6 separate regions of the Mus musculus genome follow, and regions 1, 3, 4, 5 and 6 are each linked to region 2. Evidence: chromatin contacts called from public HiChIP or PLAC-seq and promoter capture Hi-C data. All regions are on one chromosome and are shown on one strand. The core of a region is the stretch at or near the end of the contact, and the rest is flanking DNA. Distances in the headings are between cores, read along the strand shown.

Region 1 (3,036 bases), core at 374-2,873, 260 kb before region 2:
TCTGCCCTGGGAGAGTCCTAGAAGGACAGGGGGCAGGATCCTGGATTAGATGTGAGTGGAGGGACACAGGGCTGATAGGAGGGATTTCAGAGGGATATAGCCAGCCCTGGAGAATCTAAGAAATACTGAAAGCTTTCTGGCAGGACTTTCATTTAAAGAATCAAACACATCTGGAAAGAGGAGGCTGGAGGATTTCAAGATTACATACTGGAGTTCTCTCTCAACAAATAAATAAACCCCATAGGGGCTGGAGAGATGGCTCAGCTGCTAGGGCACCTAAACTGCACAAACATCTTGATCTTTAGCACTAAATAAACCAGCATGGTGGCACATACATATAATCTCAGGACTCTTGAGGTGGGGGGCAGAAGAATCAGAAATTCAGCCGGGCATGGTGGCGCATGCCTTTAATCCCAGCACTCGGGAGGCAGAGGCAGGCGGATTTCTGAGTTCGAAGCCAGCCTGGTCTACAGAGTGAGTTCCAGGACAGCCAGGGCTACACAGAGAAACCCTGTCTCAAAAAAAAAAAAAAAAAAAAAGAATCAGAAATTCAAGGTTACTCTTGACTACACAGAGTTCAAGGCCAGCCAAATCAGACCCCTTCACACACCAAAGAGAGGGGGAGGGAAGATCAGATAAAATTAGATTCACCTGGTCATGTAAGCATAGCGGTGCAGACAACCAGCAATCCAGACCTCCGGAAGCCAGACAGGGAGACTCTGAACTCAAGGTCATCCTTGGCTACACAGAGAAGCCTTGTTTACAAAAGAATAGGATGGCGTTTGAGATGGCTCAGCTGGTTAGGTGGCTTGCCACCAAACTGGATGGCCTGAGTTCTATCCACAGAGTGAAAGGAAATCGCAACTCCCTTGAGTTGTCTTCTTACTTCCACACTCAAACACAAAAATAAATTAAGAAAACTAAAATAGGAGCTGGAGAGATAGCTCTGTGGTTAAGAGCACTGTCTGCTCTTCCCGAGTTCGATTCCCAGCAACCACATGGTGGCTCATAGCCACCTATAATGGGATCTGATGCTCTCTTCAGGCATGCAAACAGAGCACTTATATGTATAAAATAAATAAAATATTTCTTAAAAGTAAAAAATTAAAATACATATATATTGAAAAAGCGAAAAATAGCCACATGACATGGACATGGCACACACCTTTAAAATTTTTTTCTTAATTTCCAGACAGGGTCTCACTCTGAAGTCACTATGTACTATATAGACCAGGCTGGCCTCGAATTGCAGTGTTGCTTCTGAGTGCTAGAATTAAAATCATGCAACACCACGGCCCAGCCCAGCACACATCTTTAGTCTCAGTACTCAGGAATCAGAATCATGTGGATCTCTCTGAGTTCGAGGTCGCCCTGCGCTGCATAGGGTGAGTCAGGAGTGAGACCCTTACTCTAAAAGACAAAAGTCAATTCATATCAATAATGGTAAAGGGAGAGAAAGACACAGGAAAAAAATGTAGGCAAAATACGCAGTGTAGCAGGAGGCTCATCCACGTTCAATAAAAAAGATAAACGCTTATTAGCCAGGTACCGCCCAGGTATGGGCGGACCCTCCATCAATACTTGAGGTTCATTGGTTAAAAGAGAACCGCGTCTCTGGGGTTTGCTTCCCGGCACCCGGCTCTGGCTCTCCGGTGTCGGGGCTTCCGGCTGTCAAGTGGAGCTGATCCACAGCCTCAGGCTTCGGGACCTGGCGCTGATGGCGGCGGAATCGCCTTCGTGACGTACCCGGCGCACATACGACGTCATCAGCCACCGCCGCGAGCGTCCGTACCGCAGCGACCTCGGCGCTGCGAGAGGTCCTCCGAGATGCTGCGGTTGTTCCAGGCCGCTTCCCGGGCCTCGCTTCGACTCTCTGGCTCCCGGGTAGGGCACTGAGCTGAGGTCAAGGCCGGAGGTCAAAGGTTGAGAACCTCCGAGAGCACCTCTAACTCCCGCCTGTCATTTTCCAGGTCATCCACTCTCTAGCGGAAGGCGCGGAGCGGCCGGCCGAGATTTCAGAGCCGCGAGATAGCGCTGGTGAGACGACCGGGACCTTGACACACAGAGTGGGGGGAGATAGCACAGAAGGTACTGAGCTTTGATCCTGACCCTTGACCGCTCATTTGTCACCCCCCGCCAGGTCTCCTAGATCCTGTTTTGCGCAAGTGTGAGCTCCGGATCCCAGTGCACCGGCGTCCGGTGCAAGCCTGGGTCGAGTCTCTCCGAGGCTTTGAGCAGGAGCGCATCGGCCTGGCGGAGCTGCACCCCGACGTGTTTGCAACGGCGCCTCGGTGAGTGCAGGGTGCAATGGGAGGAACTTGCCGTGGTTTCTCCACTTGACAAAAGGGGTGATCAGTTTCGCTGCTACAGGGCTGGAAGGCGAATGACTCAACCCTGCTGTCACCCTGACCTATTACATCCTGCCTTGCTCTCTTGTGCTTGGGTCTCCGTTTTGTCAGACCTCAAGAAGTTAGGTGACAGCCGGGTGGTGGTGGCTCATGCCTTTAATCCCAGCACTTGGGAGATAGAGGCAGGCAGATTTCTGAGTTCGAGGCCAGCCTGGTCTACAAAGTGAGTTCCAGGACAGCCAGGGCTACACAGAGAAACCCTGTCTCAAAAAACAAAAACAAAAACAACAACAACAACAACAACAAAAGAAGTTGTGTGACGACTAGGTAGATTAATCCACAACAGAGAAAATTCTCTAGAAGTGTTTTTTATTAGGGCTGGAGGTGTGCACTGTTAGAGGGCTTGCCTGCATGCACCTTGTCCTGGGTTCCCTTCTATAGCATACACATGTCCTGGTAACCCACACCTCTAACCCCACCAGCACTGTAGAGGTGGAAATAAGAGAATCAAGAAATTAATGGTCAAGGTTGCATAGTGAGTTCCAGACCAGTCTGGGCTACATGACACCATAAGTAAAAATAAAAATACTGGGCTGGTGAGATGGCTCAGTGGGTAAGAGCACCCGACTGCTCTTCCGAAGGTCCGAAGTTCAAATCCCAGCAACCACATGGTGGCTCACAACCACCC
Region 2 (3,001 bases), core at 499-2,998:
GCGGAGAGAGAAGGATCATAAATTTAGGACAGAGTAGCAGGTAAAGGTGCTTGCTGCCAGCCGGACGACCCGAGTTCAGTCCCTAGGACTCATGTGGTAGAAGGTGACTTCCAAAAGTTGCCCTCTGAGTGCCACATAAGTGCTGTGGCAAGGATGTGTACACACATGCACACACACACCCACGCACGTGTGTGCACTCGCGTACACACACACACACGTGCACATACACACACAGATAAATAAGTGTAATAAATAAATAATAGGCAAATTCAAGGCCATCCTCAGGCACATAGCTTGTAAGTTCAAGCTCAGCCTGGGCTACATAAGATAGGGTCTCAAAATACCAAAATTGGGGCCGGAGAGATGGCTCAGCAGTTAAGGGCACTGGCTGCTTTTTCAGAGGTCCTGAGGTCAATCCCCAGCAACCACATGGTGGCTCAAAACCATTTGTAATGGATTCTGATGCCCTCTTCTGGTGTGTCTGAAGACAGCGACAGCGTTCTCATAAAAATAAAATAAATAAATAAATAAAAAAGATTCACTAAAAAAAATGCCAAAATCGTTTTCCTTTTTTTTTTTTTTAATTTATTTACTTATTATATGGAAGTACATTATAGCTGTCTTCAGACACTCCAGAAGAGGGAGTCAGATCTCGTTACGGATGGTTGTGAGCCACCATGTGGTTGCTGGGATTTGAACTCTGGACCTTCGGAAGAGCAGTTGGGTGCTCTTACCCACTGAGCCATCTCACCAGCCCTCGTTTTCCTTTTATAGTCTTACAGATAACTCCCTCAAATTTTGCTCAGGAGAAAACTGAGGCACTGAGAATCATGACCAATGGGGCACCAATGGGTCAGGGATAGTCACATCCCCAGGGTGACATCTGTTCTGGGTTGATAAACTCTGTTGTGTTCACAGTCTCTTTCGTTCTCATGAAGCTCAGGCTGGTTTCAAACGCCTTGCACAACAGAGGAGGGGCCTGTGCCCCTGCCTTTGCCTCAGAGACTTGGGTTTCATGCACCACTACACTCAGTTTCTGGGTTTCAGGGAATAGAACACAGGGCCTCACGTGTGCTAGGCCCTCTACCAACTCAGCTCCATCGCCAGTGTGCTCAGTCTTTGAGTACCCCAGCACTAAAGAAGCTGACGCAGGCGGGCAGCCATGAGTTGGAGGCCAGCCTGAGCTCCAGGGTGGGTTCTCTGCCTGGGCTCTCCAATTTCACTGCAGGTCGGGGCATGTGTTCTGGGCGTGAACGGAGCTCGTGTGCCTAAGCAGGACTTGAATAGTCGGAATGTATTCTCCTTAGGAGAGTCAGGTCTAAGTGAGAGCTTGTCTCAAAACATTGGAAAGGCCCTTCAGATGGCTCAGCGGATAAAGATGCGATAAAGGTGCTGGCTGTCTAGGAACCTGAGTTGGCTCTTACGAGATCTCCACAGGCACGACAAGCCCCATGTATCGCACCCAGAACATGGGACCTTCAATGCAGTGGAATTTGAGTGGCAGGGCGGGGAAATCTGCACTTTTGAGCGAGAGAAGGTCCGGCGTCCGCAGCTTGAGATGTCATTCAGAACAAGGGTGTGCAAGGCTTGAGAAAGGGCTGTAAATGGGCGTGGCTTCTCCGGCTCTGACCCATTGGTCTGAGATAAGGGCCCCCAGGGACGCGCTTGCGCCTGCGCGGTGAGATTAGGAGGGTGTGGTGAGTCCAAGGGAGGCGGACTGTACAGGGGCGTGGCTTGCTCGCTAGCCAAGCCCACCGTATCCGGGTGCTCTGGGCCACCAAGATGGCGCTGGCTGTGGGAGCCCGGGTATCCGCTGCGGCCAGAGCCGGACCCGGGAGCCCGGCTCTGAGTATAGAGTAACACTGTGCTGGCCGCGGGGCTGCTCCCGAGCGTTCGCAGTTCCCCGGACCTCGGGGACACCTGCGTCCTTCCTCTCCGGCGGGTCCATGAACTCCGTGTCGCCGGCTGCGGCGCAGTACCGCAGCGGGAGCTCGGAGGACGCGCGCCGGGCCGATTGTCGCCGGCCGAGGGGACAAACCCGTATCCCGGATCCTAGCAACCTGGGACCTTCGGGGTCCGGAGTGGCAGCTCTCGGTTCATCTGGGACAGACCCCGCCGAGCCCGACGAGGTGGACAAGTTCAAAGCCAAGTTCCTGACAGCCTGGAACAACGTCAAGTATGGTGAGGAGGGGGTGCACTGGTCAAGGGTGTCAGAGGGGTCAGAGCAAAAGAAACCAAACCTTTACCCTGTCCTGTGGATGAGCCCATCCAGGAGGAGTCACAAGCAGGTCCTCCGCCCTTCCCAGTCCTGGACGTGGGGCAGGTTAAATGGGAAAGGTTTTCAAGCTCCGCCCATTGCACCTGTTTGACCTTGGCCAAATACCTTGCTTTCCTGCGGTCTGTTTACTGCCCTCTGTAACATAGGTGCAATAGTATGAACAGAGTTAATAGATGTTGGTTCACACCTGTAATCCCAGCACTTGGGATGCTGAGGCAGGAGGTTTACCAAGAGTTCTAGGCTATCCTGGACTATATAATAAGTTCCAGGCTGACTTGAGCTCCTCATGAGACTGGGTCTCAAAAAATCGGAAAACAGGGGGCTGGAGAGACTGCTCAGCAGCCTTGGCTGTTCCTCCAGAGGAACAATTACCAGCACCCACATGGCAATTCACAATTGTCTGTAACTCCAGTTTCATGGGATCTAACACCCTCACACAGGTATACATGCAGGCAAAACACCAGTGGATATTTTAAAAAAAAATTGGAAAAAGGCTAGTGAGATGCCGCAGTAGTTAAAGGCATTTGTCACCAAGCTTAAGGACCTCAGCTCCAGCCTGGACCCCAATGGTGGAAGGAGAGCCCCCACTCCTGTCAATGTTCTATACTCCAGACCCAAACTGTGGTGCTTGCTTGTCCACATATATACACAAGCTCACATACACAAAATAAAAATGTGCTTTATAGATTTACAGCAAAACCCAACAGTCAGAATAGAACGGCC
Region 3 (2,904 bases), core at 34-2,533, 280 kb after region 2:
CCCAGGAGGGGGTACGTAAATTAGAGTTCTAAGAGGCCCAGCAAAAGTGAACAAGTGACTGGCCACTGTGAGTTCACTGGGGGACCTGAGAGTTAACTAGTGAAAAGGAGAGGTCCTAGTGGAGAAGCTAAAGAATTAAAGTTACTGCCTTGAAGTTCTTTGTGAAGGCCAAGCTCTGGAGCGCGGCTTGAAAAGCCTTTATCCCAGAGCAGCATGGGAAGGGGCCCCAGCTGGGTGCGAGCCTGCAAACCAGAGCACACCTATCACAGGGCCTTTTCTTACCAGTGGGACGGGATCAAGGCGGAGCTTACCTGGGAACGTACAGGGCGGAACCTTAACTTGGGGGCGTGGCCGAATCACCTGGGTTTGGAAACGGTTCTTGTCTTTCCTCAAGCTCAGGAGAGGTTGTTTGCAGGACACTGGCCCGGAGGGGCCCGAACTCTCCGAGGGAGGGTTTCGTGGATCAGAACACCGTCCCTTGACAAAAAGATGCAGAGCACCGTCTGCATTCTGCTAGTAACCGTCCCTCCTGGGGGCGGAGCCAGCCCTCCTCCGGGTGTATAAAGTAGCTGAGCGCCTCCTTCTGACAAACGCCTCACCCCCAAGAGTACTGGGGGAGTACGCAGCACGCCAGCCTAGGGGCGGAGCTCAGCCCTGGAGGAGGCGTTTCTTCTTAGTTCTCCGACTCACGCCTCTCCACTTTTCTTGAGCTATGCTCACAGTGGCACAAAGCATGGTGGTTCGCTCGCTGCCGGCCTGTGGGTGGGTCTGGCCCCAGAGGCGTGTCCGAGCGGCCAAGCATTGCCTCCTGAAACGCCCTGTGGTACAAAGGGCTGTGGATCACCGTGGATCACCGGTCGCCGGCCCGGAGCGGGGGGTGGGGCCGCCTGATCATTCCGGGGGCGTGCCGGGAAGGCTAAGCACCGCCTCCCGACGCATGCCCTGCCCATCTCTCCAGAGCTGTGCGCGGTGGCACAAAGCGCCTCGGTTCGCACAACGCTGCCTCGGGGCGGGGCTTAGCATCCCTGGGGGCGTGTCATACTGCGGGGCACCGCCTCCCAACGTAGGCGCCTTCACCCGGCCTGCCCGGGAGGCTCAGCCACCTCACAAAGCAGCGACCGTTCCCGCGGGGTGGGGCCGGCCCCACCCCCGTCGTGCTTGCGCTCGCCCGGCTCCCTCAGGCGCCAGGAGGGGGCGCTGCGCCACCGAGCCGGCCCGTGGCGGCGGCGGCGGCGGCGAGGCGTCGCGTGGCCGGCAGGCGGCGCGCTGCCAGCCTCGGCCTCGGCCTCGGCCTGCGCGGCGGCGGCAGCGGCGGCGGCGGCGGCGGCGGCGGCCTGGGCCCGGGTGCGGCGGTGGCGGTGGCCGTGGTGGCAGCGGGGCCTGGAGCCGGACCTAAGATGGCAGCGGCGGCAGCGACGGCGGTGGGGCCGGGTGCGGGGAGCGCTGGGGTGGCGGGCCCGGGCGGCGCGGGGCCCTGCGCTACAGTGTCTGTGTTCCCGGGCGCCCGCCTCCTCACTATCGGCGACGCGAACGGCGAGATCCAGCGGCACGCGGAGCAGCAGGCGCTGCGCCTTGAGGTGCGCGCCGGACCAGACGCGGCGGGCATCGCCCTCTACAGCCGTGAGTGCTGGGGACACCCTGGGGACGGCGGCGCACGAGGCCGGCGGCGCGGGCGCCCGGGGAGGGGGCAGGCGGCGGAGGGTTGGGGGGGGGGGGGGACTCGGGCCGAGCTTGTACACGCGGCTCCTGCTGCCCGCGGGCGAGATAGCAGAGAGGGTGTGCGTGGGGACCTTGGAGCCCGAAGAGGGGCGCGGGAAATAAGAGTCGCGGGCCTGAGATTTGCAGCGGGTGGGGTAGGGGGGCGCGTGGCAGGAAGTGGGGCCCCGAGGATTCTGGGGGGATTGTAGAGGGGACTGGAGAGAGGGAGTGATTGGGAGGGCTCTTGAGCGGGTGTGGTTTGTGGATCTCATCTCAGGGGACATCCTCCTCACACACGGACATTTGAAAAGTGGTTTTCAGTGTGTAACACCGGGAAGACTGGGTGCCGCCCTTGTGGAGGACTTGGGATTCGGGATCCCCCACCCACACACCCACCAGGGTGGGTAAACTTTGGGACTTAGGACAGAGCCCTTCCTGATAGAGATTCCCAAGCCCATCCCCCATGGAAACGTGGAAGAGGGGAAGGCCGGCTGGCTGATGGCCGGCTTTAGAAGTCAAGAGGTAACAAGCCACCTCCCTCGCCACGCGCCTCCTGTCTTTTTTAAGAACGTGAGAAGCTGGTGACATTATCAGAAGCTGCTTCAAAAACTGACATTTCAGTGGGGAAAACAAGGGGGGGGATCACTAGTGTGTTTTCGAAGTGCACCCCCCCCCCCAGCTTTGTAGTTCCACCTTTCATTCTTCCTTGCTCTTGCTACTCTTTCTTCTGACGGATTCCTCAGATGGATTTGCTCTTGTGTTTCACTGGTCTTTGTCTCCCAGGATTTCGTTCACTGATGCTCTTAAGGGGCCACCAAGGAAGATGGGATCGATTTTAACCTGTGGGAATTTTTTTCTACTCCTTGGTAATGGGGTGTTGTTGGAAAGGGAAATGTGTGTAGCAGTCTGTTCAGACTGATTCTCCTCTCTTTGCCTTGACTTTGAAACACACAGGAGAAAGAAGTGTCTGGTTCCCAAGTGTGGGGCACCTTTGGGGGCTTGGGCAGAGCTGGGGTCTCCTTGATCACACGAGAGAAAGGGGAATTTCACAGACTAAAGAACGAAGCTCTTTAGGACTACAGACCCCTAAGCAAGCCAGTGGTGTTTGGCTAGCCAGGGTACCAGGGCTTACCTGGAAAGTGTTCTGGGGACCTGGGTGTGATGGACAAGCCTGTGGTCCCAATACTTTATAGGCTGAAGCAGGAG
Region 4 (3,025 bases), core at 404-2,903, 290 kb before region 2:
TCCGGGTTGACCAGAAACTCATTTCGTAGATCAGGTTGGCCTTGAGTTCACAAAGATGCCCCTTAACTCAGTCTCCTGAGCACTGGGATTAAAGAAATAAGGCATTTTACCCAGCACAGCCCACCCCTAATTTCTATCAGAGCATCTGACTTTATCATCGGAAATGATCTTGTTTTCCACAGTATCGTGTGAGGCCAGCTACCAAGTTCACCCTCAGCCTCTCTTGCTTGGTGCAAGCGAGGCAGGCGCATGAATGAATGAAAGAGCCTGAAATTGGGGGGCTCGTTCGCATGCAAAGCATGGGGACATCTCCTGGCAGCACCCCTACCCTACCACTATAGGAAGCTGAAGCCGGGCGCGTCTCCTTGGCGACAGTAAGACCCGCCTGGCTCAGGCAGCACTCTCCAGCTCCTTATCAGGCCGAGGAATGCGTGGTATCCACACTCGCTTGCGCTGGGGCGGCGCCATCTCTCTCTCCTGAGACCCCGACACGCGCGCAGGATGTCCCTATCCTGCACAAAGCAACAGGGGGTGGCCACATTTCTGCACCCCACCAGAGGCCCCCCACATCCAGATTCCTGGGGCACTGGAGAGAGTAACTACAGCTACTTCATTCCCTCCCCCCCCCTCAGTGATGCTCCCATGTTGCCCCGCAGGGGACAGTAGGCTCTGCGGGTGTCGCCTCGGGCATCTAACAACAAGGATAGGGACGGGGGTGGGGAGGTGGAAATCCCCGGGTGAGTCAACCCATGCTCTAGAGGGGGGCGAGGTCCCAACGCCGTGTAGCCCGCGACAACGCGGACTCCACGCCACGCGTGCCTTCCTTCACTCCTACGCCCCATCCCTGAGCTAGGAAAAGGAGACACCTGGACTTTGCAGTTAATGTCCCTTTCCTTCGATACAAAGTGATTCTTCCGAAAGAGAGACTGAAAGAGAGGGGCAACTAACTGGAAACTGAGGCAAAAAACTAGTCTCACAGGCGGTGGGGCGACGGCCTTCGCCGGGGACCCCGCCCATGAACTCTGAAAGCTTTCCCCGCTCGCTCGTCCGTAGCACCTTTCATCCTAGCCGGAGACAGAGAAGAAGGGATGCTGCACCTCTCCCCAACAACCTCACTGCCCCAAACCCTGCTTCCTGAGAACCCCCATCCAGTCTTGCAAAGTCTCCAGCTCAAAGCGCTCGGATTCCGCCTTTCTCTTCAGCGCCAACTTCCTGCCCGAAGGAAGGCGGGGAGCTCAGTCTGGGGGTGCGCCACTGAGTAGGTGGCGAGCTGCCTGGAGTAGTGGGCAGGGGCGCATGGTAGATGATCTGTTCCCTCGGTGCAGCAGAGCCTGGAGCAGCGCGTGCAACGCCTGTACGAGCGCCTGACCCCGGACCGGGCCCCCCAGCTGGGATCTCAGGGTCTCCGTGAACCGCGGCCGCCCAGATCGGAACCTCCCCTCTGCCCCGCGCGCTCACCTGGCTAGGCCGGCCGGGGTCCCTGCCCTGGCCTGAGTGGCCTTGGCGTCTGCGCCCCGGGACAGCCAGTGGTTGGTTTTGGAGACTGTTGGCTGTGCTCGGTCTATGTCCCGGAGTTGGGGACCCAGGACAAGAGAGAGGCGGGCAGAGCCGCTGCCTCCGGCCCCAACTCCCTGCTCGCCCCGCCCTCCTCTCCTCCTCTTTCCGGCGGCGACTTGCAATGAATTCCAGATGTGGCCCGCCAGTTAGCCAGGGCGCGCACGGGGGAAGAGCAGGGCCCCTTTGTCCACACCCCCACACACACACTCCTGCCCTGCTCCTCCCAACCCCCACTCGTGAGAACTGCCGTGGCATGATGTCACGGCCGCGTGACGTCACAGCTCTCTTAACCCAGGTGACCTAGTACTGAAACAACTGTATTCCATTTGGCTTAGCGCCAGGCTAATGCTTGGGACCTGGAAATGGAGGAAATCACACTTACCTACTATGTGAGAACTCAGCAATTCAAGATTAAGCACCTACTATGTGTTTCTACAAGAAATAAATTCCTACACTGTATCATACCCAGCCCCCCAAACAGAAGACTTGGTAAGAACTCCCAGATCCAACTGGGCTTTGTGGCACATATGCCTGTCATTCCAGCATCTGCCACCTGGGAGGTGGGAAGATCAGGAGTTCAGGGTCCTCTTAGCAACCTTAAGCCACTGCCTGCTCAAGACCCTTTCTGAAAAACAACAGGCAGGGATGTGGAGGCAGGTGGTTGAGTGTTTGCCTAGCATGCATCCTCAACACTGCAAAAATATGGAATGGTGGCTTGGGCCTCTAATTCCAAACTTGTGAAGTAGAAGCAGGAGGTTTGTTTTAGAGTTCAAGGCCAATCTGGATCACATGATCCTGTTGGCTCCTTCCCTCCAAACAACTCAGGGTGAAAAAAAAATCCAAAATTAGAGTGAGTGACAGAAGGTCAGCTGTCCAGCTCCACTAGGCAGGGAGGGGAAAGGGCTTGTCTGGAAGCCTGACCTGAGGTCAGTCCCTGGAAGCAAAGTTGGCCTCTGACCTCCACAGGGCACACTGGCATTGCTGCACCTACATTCATTCACTGATACATGTACAATAATAATAAATGCATTTAAAAAAGAATAACAAAACCGGGCGTGGTGGTGCACGCCTTTAATCCCAGCACTCGGGAGGCAGAGGCAGGCGAATTTCTGAGTTCAAGGCCAGCCTGGTCTACAGAGTGAGTTCCAGGAGGCTGTGAGTTGTCAGTGGGTAAGGCCTTGCCTGGGACCCACAAGGTGGAAATTGAGAACCAATTCCTGCAAGTTGTCCTGTGACCTCCAAGGCCTGCTGCTGAGGCACATGCACACACCCACGTACATGTACACACCCACGTGCATGCACGCACATGGGTATAAAGTTAAAATTAATAAATTTTTAAAAGGCGCTAAAGAGGTGCCTCTAATGGTCAAGAGCACTTCCTGCTCTTGCAGAGAACAGAATGTCCCAGCACCCACAGACCTGACAACTTCTGAGTCCAGCCCCAGGGGATCTGACCCTTTCAGCCTCA
Region 5 (2,700 bases), core at 183-2,682, 460 kb after region 2:
TCTCCTCTCATGTGGGTCCTCGGATTTGAACTCACATCAGGTCAGTCCTGGCTGCATGCACTAAGCCAACACACTAGCCCTGGTTTGTTCTGCAGGGAGCTAGGCAGGGACAGAATCTGAGTCCCTTTTAGAAAATCCCTAAGCCTTTGATTCATCAAAACTTCTCTATCCATGGCAGACAGCCTTCTGGTTTAGCCATCCAGTGTCAAGAGGGGAAAAAGGCCACATGTGGTTGGTTTTGCTTCGAGGGAAGAGATGCCCTTCTGTGTGTTCAACTCCTTGTAACAGGATAAAGCGGTACCAGCAGGTGCCTAAGGAAATAAACCAAAAATCAACATTTCTGTCAACACAGGAAGGAACCCATTGATTCTCAGATGAATTATTTAAAATAATTTCAACTTTAGCTTTGAAACAGGGTCTCTTGACAGGTGGTAGTGGGGTGGTAGTAAACACTCAACATTTAATCCCAGCACTCAGGAGTTAGAGGCAGGCAGATCTCTGAGTTCTAGGCCAGCCTGGTCTACAGAGTCCAGGACAACCAGGGCTACACAGAGAAACCTTGTCTTGAAAAACAAAACAAACAGAAACAGAAACAAAACAAAAGAAGAAAAGGAAAGAAAAGAAAGAAAGAAGGAAAGAAGAGGAGGAGGAAACAGAATCTGTGTAGCCCAGGCTAGTCTGGAACTTGCTGTCCAGACCAGTTTGGACTTTGCTCACAGAGATCTGCCTGCCTTCTTCCTAGTTTCAGTGTTACCATATCTTGCTATGGAATTCTTCCATTAATAATTATAATTATTCTAACTACTGGGTCCTACCCCCCAAACCAAGTAATGTTTCTTCTTTCTAATTAATTAATTAGTACAGGGGAGTGTGTGTGGAAGTTAGAGGACAATTTGCTGGAGTTGGTTCTGGTTCTCTCTCCTTCCAGTATGTGGATCCCTGGGATCAAACTCAGGTCTTCAGGCTTGCACCCTCACCCACTGAGCCAACTCGCTCACCCGCACACGCCGCCGCGTTTTATATACATTTCTCGCTGAGTGTTTGTGTTTATGGACGGATCCAGATAAAACCTGCAACTGTACTTGGGTCAGAAATCTATGTGCCCATTCCTAGACAGGAAAGCAAACTTGCTGCAAGAAGTGTAGGGGTCGGGGGTGGGAGGGGGCTTCGCATACTTCTGTTTTGCTTTGGAGGTGGAAAGGAAAGCGTCAGAAGGCGACCCAGGGTGTGGAAGGGCGTGGGTCGTCCCTTGAACACTCAAACAGCAACGCGGGCGGCTAAGTGTCCGGGAAGCGGTGAAATTCTGTGGGAGGAATTTGAGGAACTTCCCACTGCTGCGGGAGCTTCAGGGGTTAAAAGAGACGATGTCACATCGGCCGTTCCAAGCTCCTCCCCGCTCAGTGAGGTGAAGATTTTTGAAAATCACCCCATTGCAGACTCCTCCCCCGCCTGGAAACCTCGCCCCTAGTACTGGGAATGACTCTGGGCGTGCGGCGTAGTTTGCAGCCGGGACACCGTGAGGCTTGCGAGCCCAGATTCGCAGCCGAGACACCGTGGGGCCCGCGATCCAGTGTTTGCAGCGGGAACATTTCGGGGTCTGTGATCCGAGTGAGGACGCAACGCAGAAGCTAAGGATGAGCACCGCGGATCTGATGCGTCGCTGGGTCATCGCCCTGCTCCTGGCTGCTGCCGGAGTTGCAGGTAAGGCTTTGCGCCAGGAGCCTGCCCGGGGTCAGGGGCAGCCGTCCTGAACTCGGAGAGCCCCGAGTGGTTTTATTTTTGGTCGAGAAATACAACCATTCGTGCGAACTTGATGTGATGTCCTTCCCACGTGGCTGGAGGGAAGTGTTTTGGAAATAGGGTGCCAGAGCTGTAGGGGGTCAGAGTGGGTTTGGGGAGTCCGGTGGGTGCTCTCCCAAGTCAGAGGTGTCTTTCAGAGCTATGTGTGAGGGAATCCAAGAGGAGGGGTCCCATCATTCGTTTTAAGGGCTGGGGAGACCCAGGCCCAGCTGTTCAACTTTGGGGTCGCTAGTCGTAGTTACAGGACTTGGGGGTCTCCACACTGCACTCAAACCCGGCTACTGCCGCGTGCCCCAAAACTCCGCCCTAACCCCACCTCCCACCGCACCCCCGAGCTCCTATTGGGTGCAGCCGGAACAGGCGAGCCTCGAGCCACTCCCCTCGCCCAATGGAGGAAGAGGATGATGTTCAGGGGCGTGGCTTGCACGACCCTCCCGGGTGGGGTGGGGCTACACATCCGGGCCGGCTGGGTCCTCCTTGTGAGCCTTCAGTCCCTACCTTGTCCCTACTTCCCTGGTTTGGTGCAGATGTGCCTCAGGCAACCCAGACACCCGTAGCTGAGACCATCAGGCAGGGAGGGCCAGGGACCTGGCAAAGACTTTTGCAGGCCTGGTTCGTTCCCACTCTCTGAACGTGTAGGATTGGACAGATCCATAAAGTGGACTTTAGTTTTAGGAGAGGCGTTGGAATTTGGACAGGAAGGGAGATGGTGTTACAATCTCACCAACAACTTCTTTGCAGCACTGGGAAAAGTGCTCCACCTCTCCCTCACTTTATAGACAGGGTCTCATGTAGCCTAGGCTGGCCTATAAGTCACTGTGTAGTCTCTAGCCCCTAATTCTCCTGCCTCAGCTCGGGAGTGTTGGGATGACAGGCATGTGCCACCATGCCTGGATTTGG
Region 6 (2,700 bases), core at 176-2,675, 310 kb before region 2:
CGGGATAGCAAAAGCAGACTCAGAATCGGGTTGGGATGTGTCCAGCACTAGCAGGGCACCTATGACTAATGCTCAATGACGCGCGGGACAAGCTTTCAGGAATGAACGGATTGACGATGCCCTTCTGGAACAGGAAGCGGGATCCAGTGTTCCCGCCAATCCTTGCACACAGCCGTCCTCATGGAGGCGTGGAAGGTACTAGTGGAGGGCCCATTACCCAGGTCTTCCTTGATTGCTTGGGGAGGGGGGGGGGAGAGGGGGGATTCATATGCACTGAAATGGGGGACTTTACCTGCCATCCCTCACTCCTCGAAATAAACACTGGACAATGTAAAAAGCTTCCTCGATGGCGCCAGGACCGAAAGAACTGGTTTACAGGGGCTAAAATAATAGGGCGGGGGCCGAGACATCTCACTACCATTCATCTTTCCTTCCCCCTGATAAACACTTTGAATGGAGTTAAAGGTTTCCTCGATTGCTCTGGGATCTCGGGACAGAGTTATGTCACTGCCAAAGTGGAGGGCCCATTCTGCAGCACCAGCTCTTTCCAGGCAGAGTCTCTTTGATAGCTCCAGGATCGCAGGAGCTCCTTTACGTTAGGATGAAAACAAAACAAAATCCCACGAGGGCTTCAAGCTGCCCAGGCCCGGCCCGGCAGGATGAGAGAGAAAAGGTCCTAGGACTTGACAGCGGGGCTGGGAAGGAGGGCCCTTCTGAACCAGGGCCAGGGGAACCGGCGGAGGGACCCTCGGGTGGGCGCGGCGGGATCTGCAGGGCACCGGAAGTGGAGGCTGGAGCGGAGTGGGGGCTTCAGGGTGTCCACAGGCCGGGAGAGGGGCACTTCCTGCACACCCAGGAGCCTGGCTGACCAAAGAGGGGAACCCCTGAGGGTGTCCCCAAGCTTGTTCTATTTCAGAGGGCTGATCCCCTTGCTCCCTCAAGCTCCCAGTCAATGGGCTTGCCAGCACCCCGGCCCCCACCCATTTTGGCGCCAACAGCTAAGGGCACGCGCGACAGGAAGCACAGCCCGCGCCAAACGCTGCCCCGCGCATGCGCGCCCTGGCTGTCAGCGGCCGCAGGGCCACCCGGAGATACCCCCAATATATGCCTCGGCATCGGTCCCGCCCCTCACCCCCACCCTGCGTGGCACCTACCGCCTGCGGACATGGTCCGGGAGCGAGCCTGCCGGGGAGGCAAGCGCAGGCACTCGGGCTGGAGCTGTTCGCGCTGGCATCTTGCAGGTTGCAGACGACAGAACAGCTCTGAACGAGACCCCGGCTTTTTCGCGCGCGCGGAAACCAATTGGGAGGGGGCGGCGCAAGCGGAAGCAGCATGTACCACACAGGGCAAGAGAGTGGGGGAAGACCATGCTATGCCCGAAGGGAGTGCGCATGCGCGCAACGGAGGCACCCACACCTCCTGGCTATAGTGGGCTCGTCCGTGCTGCGACTGGCGCCACCCACCTCCCCCTTGCCTGAAGAGGTGGCTCGGCACTTGAGAGCAGGTAGTGCTGCTCTTGCAGAGGATGACTCTGGTTTGCTTGCCAGCACCCGCATCCAGCCGCTCCAAGCCCCTGTAATTCCACTTCCAGGGGGTCCTACAGCCTCTTCTGGCCTCTATGGGCATTGCACTCACATGCACAAACACAACTTTAAAAAAAAAAAAATCTTTTGAGTCTGGCAGAGGCTGTGGCATGCATGCATTTGATTCCAGCACTCAGAATGCAAAAGCCAGAGGATCTCTGTGTATTGAGCCTGGTCTAAAAACAAAATCTTCTTGAAAAAGGAAAAAGGTAGGCGGTGGTGGCGCATGCCTGCAGTCCCTTACACTAAGGAGGCAGAGGCAGGCAGATCTCAGTTTGAGGTCAGCCAAGTCTATACAGTGGAGTTCTAGGACAGCCAGAGCCACACAGAGAAAGCCAGTCTCAAAACAAAACAAACAAAAGTGGGCTTGTCTGCGCAGTGGCTAGCTTCCTCCCTGGAGAGCACCCACCCACATCCAGCCACTCGAAGCCCTGTAACTCCACTTCCAGGGGAAGGCCGCTGTGGACACTGCTCTTAAATGCACCAACAATTTTTTAACCCAAGATAGGCTTGACTTTACTATCTATACAATAGATAATATGGTTGATCTTAAAGTTCAGACCTCCTGCCTCTCTCTGGTCTTGAGTGATGGATTTATGGGTATGCCCCACTGTAACTACCATCTTCACTGGAAGATGAAATGTGTGGTTCTGTAGTGTCTAACTATATGTCCATGATCCATATTTCTGGAACTTACATCTTCAGAAGGAGAAACTATAGGCATAACTCTATCCCCCTCCCCTTCTGCTCATCTTTTGTTACCATTTTGGTAAGAAATACATGAACCCTTAAACAAAAGGCCTCCCGTCTAACCCCATCTTCACCCCCTTGTCCTCTAAAACGACCATGAGCACACCATCTGGACTCTTCCTCAGTGGCTTCATCTATCAGAGCTGAAATCACCTCCTTAAAAAGATAATTCAGAAGTGAACTGGACCAATATACCAATGAAGTAGTATAGTGGTAAGGCCAGGAACCACTTCTGCCATCTGGGTTTAATAAAAAAAAAAAAAGCAGATCGCAGAGAAATGATATTTTCTATTTACCTTCCACATGGTATGGAAGGATTTAGAATATACAGTTCAACAGCAGAATATTAACCTCACAGCAGAAGCCT

Evidence for each region. Promoter capture Hi-C pulls out the DNA fragments that hold promoters and counts their contacts. HiChIP or PLAC-seq counts read pairs in DNA pulled down with a chosen protein or histone mark. Capture Hi-C pulls out chosen DNA fragments and counts their contacts.
Region 1: a contact with region 2 is called in a promoter capture Hi-C map of pancreatic islet. The contact joins the promoter of Mrpl4 here to the promoter of Atg4d in region 2. A contact is called at or near these places in 1 of 39 promoter capture datasets (erythroid cells), 1 of 484 Hi-C or Micro-C datasets (embryonic stem cells), 2 of 115 datasets of contacts at active chromatin or transcription factors (both in embryonic stem cells) and 2 of 9 other capture datasets (liver and pancreatic islet).
Region 3: an H3K4me3 HiChIP or PLAC-seq map of embryonic stem cells shows a contact between it and region 2, with 7 times the contacts expected there. The contact joins the promoter of Carm1 here to the promoter of Atg4d in region 2. A contact is called at or near these places in 4 of 39 promoter capture datasets (erythroid cells, fetal liver, hippocampal neurons and 1 more), 6 of 115 datasets of contacts at active chromatin or transcription factors (the SCID.adh cell line, embryonic stem cells and epiblast stem cells) and 3 of 9 other capture datasets (adipose tissue, embryonic stem cells and liver).
Region 4: a promoter capture Hi-C map of second pharyngeal arch cranial neural crest shows a contact between it and region 2. The contact joins the promoter of S1pr2 here to the promoter of Atg4d in region 2. A contact is called at or near these places in 10 of 39 promoter capture datasets (the HPC-7 cell line, cranial neural crest, embryonic stem cells and 7 more).
Region 5: an H3K27ac HiChIP or PLAC-seq map of cardiomyocytes shows a contact between it and region 2, with 3 times the contacts expected there. The contact joins the promoter of Ldlr here to the promoter of Atg4d in region 2. A contact is called at or near these places in 1 of 39 promoter capture datasets (neural stem cells) and 1 of 115 datasets of contacts at active chromatin or transcription factors (cardiomyocytes).
Region 6: a promoter capture Hi-C map of adipose tissue shows a contact between it and region 2. The contact joins the promoter of Dnmt1 here to the promoter of Atg4d in region 2. A contact is called at or near these places in 1 of 115 datasets of contacts at active chromatin or transcription factors (embryonic stem cells) and 3 of 9 other capture datasets (adipose tissue, embryonic stem cells and liver).

The regions. Positions count from the first base shown.
Region 1 is chr9:21,001,114-21,004,149 of GRCm38.p6, forward strand. It overlaps Mrpl4 (mitochondrial ribosomal protein L4), which reads left to right and starts at 1,624. Exons shown (of 9, transcript NM_023167.2): 1 at 1,624-1,884; 2 at 1,971-2,037; 3 at 2,141-2,291. The coding sequence starts at 1,828.
Region 2 is chr9:21,263,537-21,266,537 of GRCm38.p6, forward strand. It overlaps Atg4d (autophagy related 4D, cysteine peptidase), which reads left to right and starts at 1,749. Exons shown (of 10, transcript NM_153583.10): 1 at 1,749-2,181. The coding sequence starts at 1,947.
Region 3 is chr9:21,545,611-21,548,514 of GRCm38.p6, forward strand. Carm1 (coactivator-associated arginine methyltransferase 1) reads left to right here and starts at 1,284. Exons shown (of 16, transcript NM_021531.6): 1 at 1,284-1,620. The coding sequence starts at 1,398.
Region 4 is chr9:20,975,140-20,978,164 of GRCm38.p6, forward strand. It overlaps S1pr2 (sphingosine-1-phosphate receptor 2), which reads right to left and starts at 1,654. Exons shown (of 2, transcript NM_010333.4): 1 at 1,459-1,654.
Region 5 is chr9:21,722,144-21,724,843 of GRCm38.p6, forward strand. Ldlr (low density lipoprotein receptor) reads left to right here and starts at 1,433. Exons shown (of 18, transcript NM_010700.3): 1 at 1,433-1,701. The coding sequence starts at 1,635. Gm26511 (a long non-coding RNA gene) reads right to left here and starts at 1,213. Exons shown (of 4, transcript XR_001779098.2): 1 at 1-1,213.
Region 6 is chr9:20,951,554-20,954,253 of GRCm38.p6, forward strand. It overlaps Dnmt1 (DNA methyltransferase (cytosine-5) 1), which reads right to left and starts at 1,426. Exons shown (of 39, transcript NM_001199431.1): 1 at 1,155-1,426. The coding sequence starts at 1,234.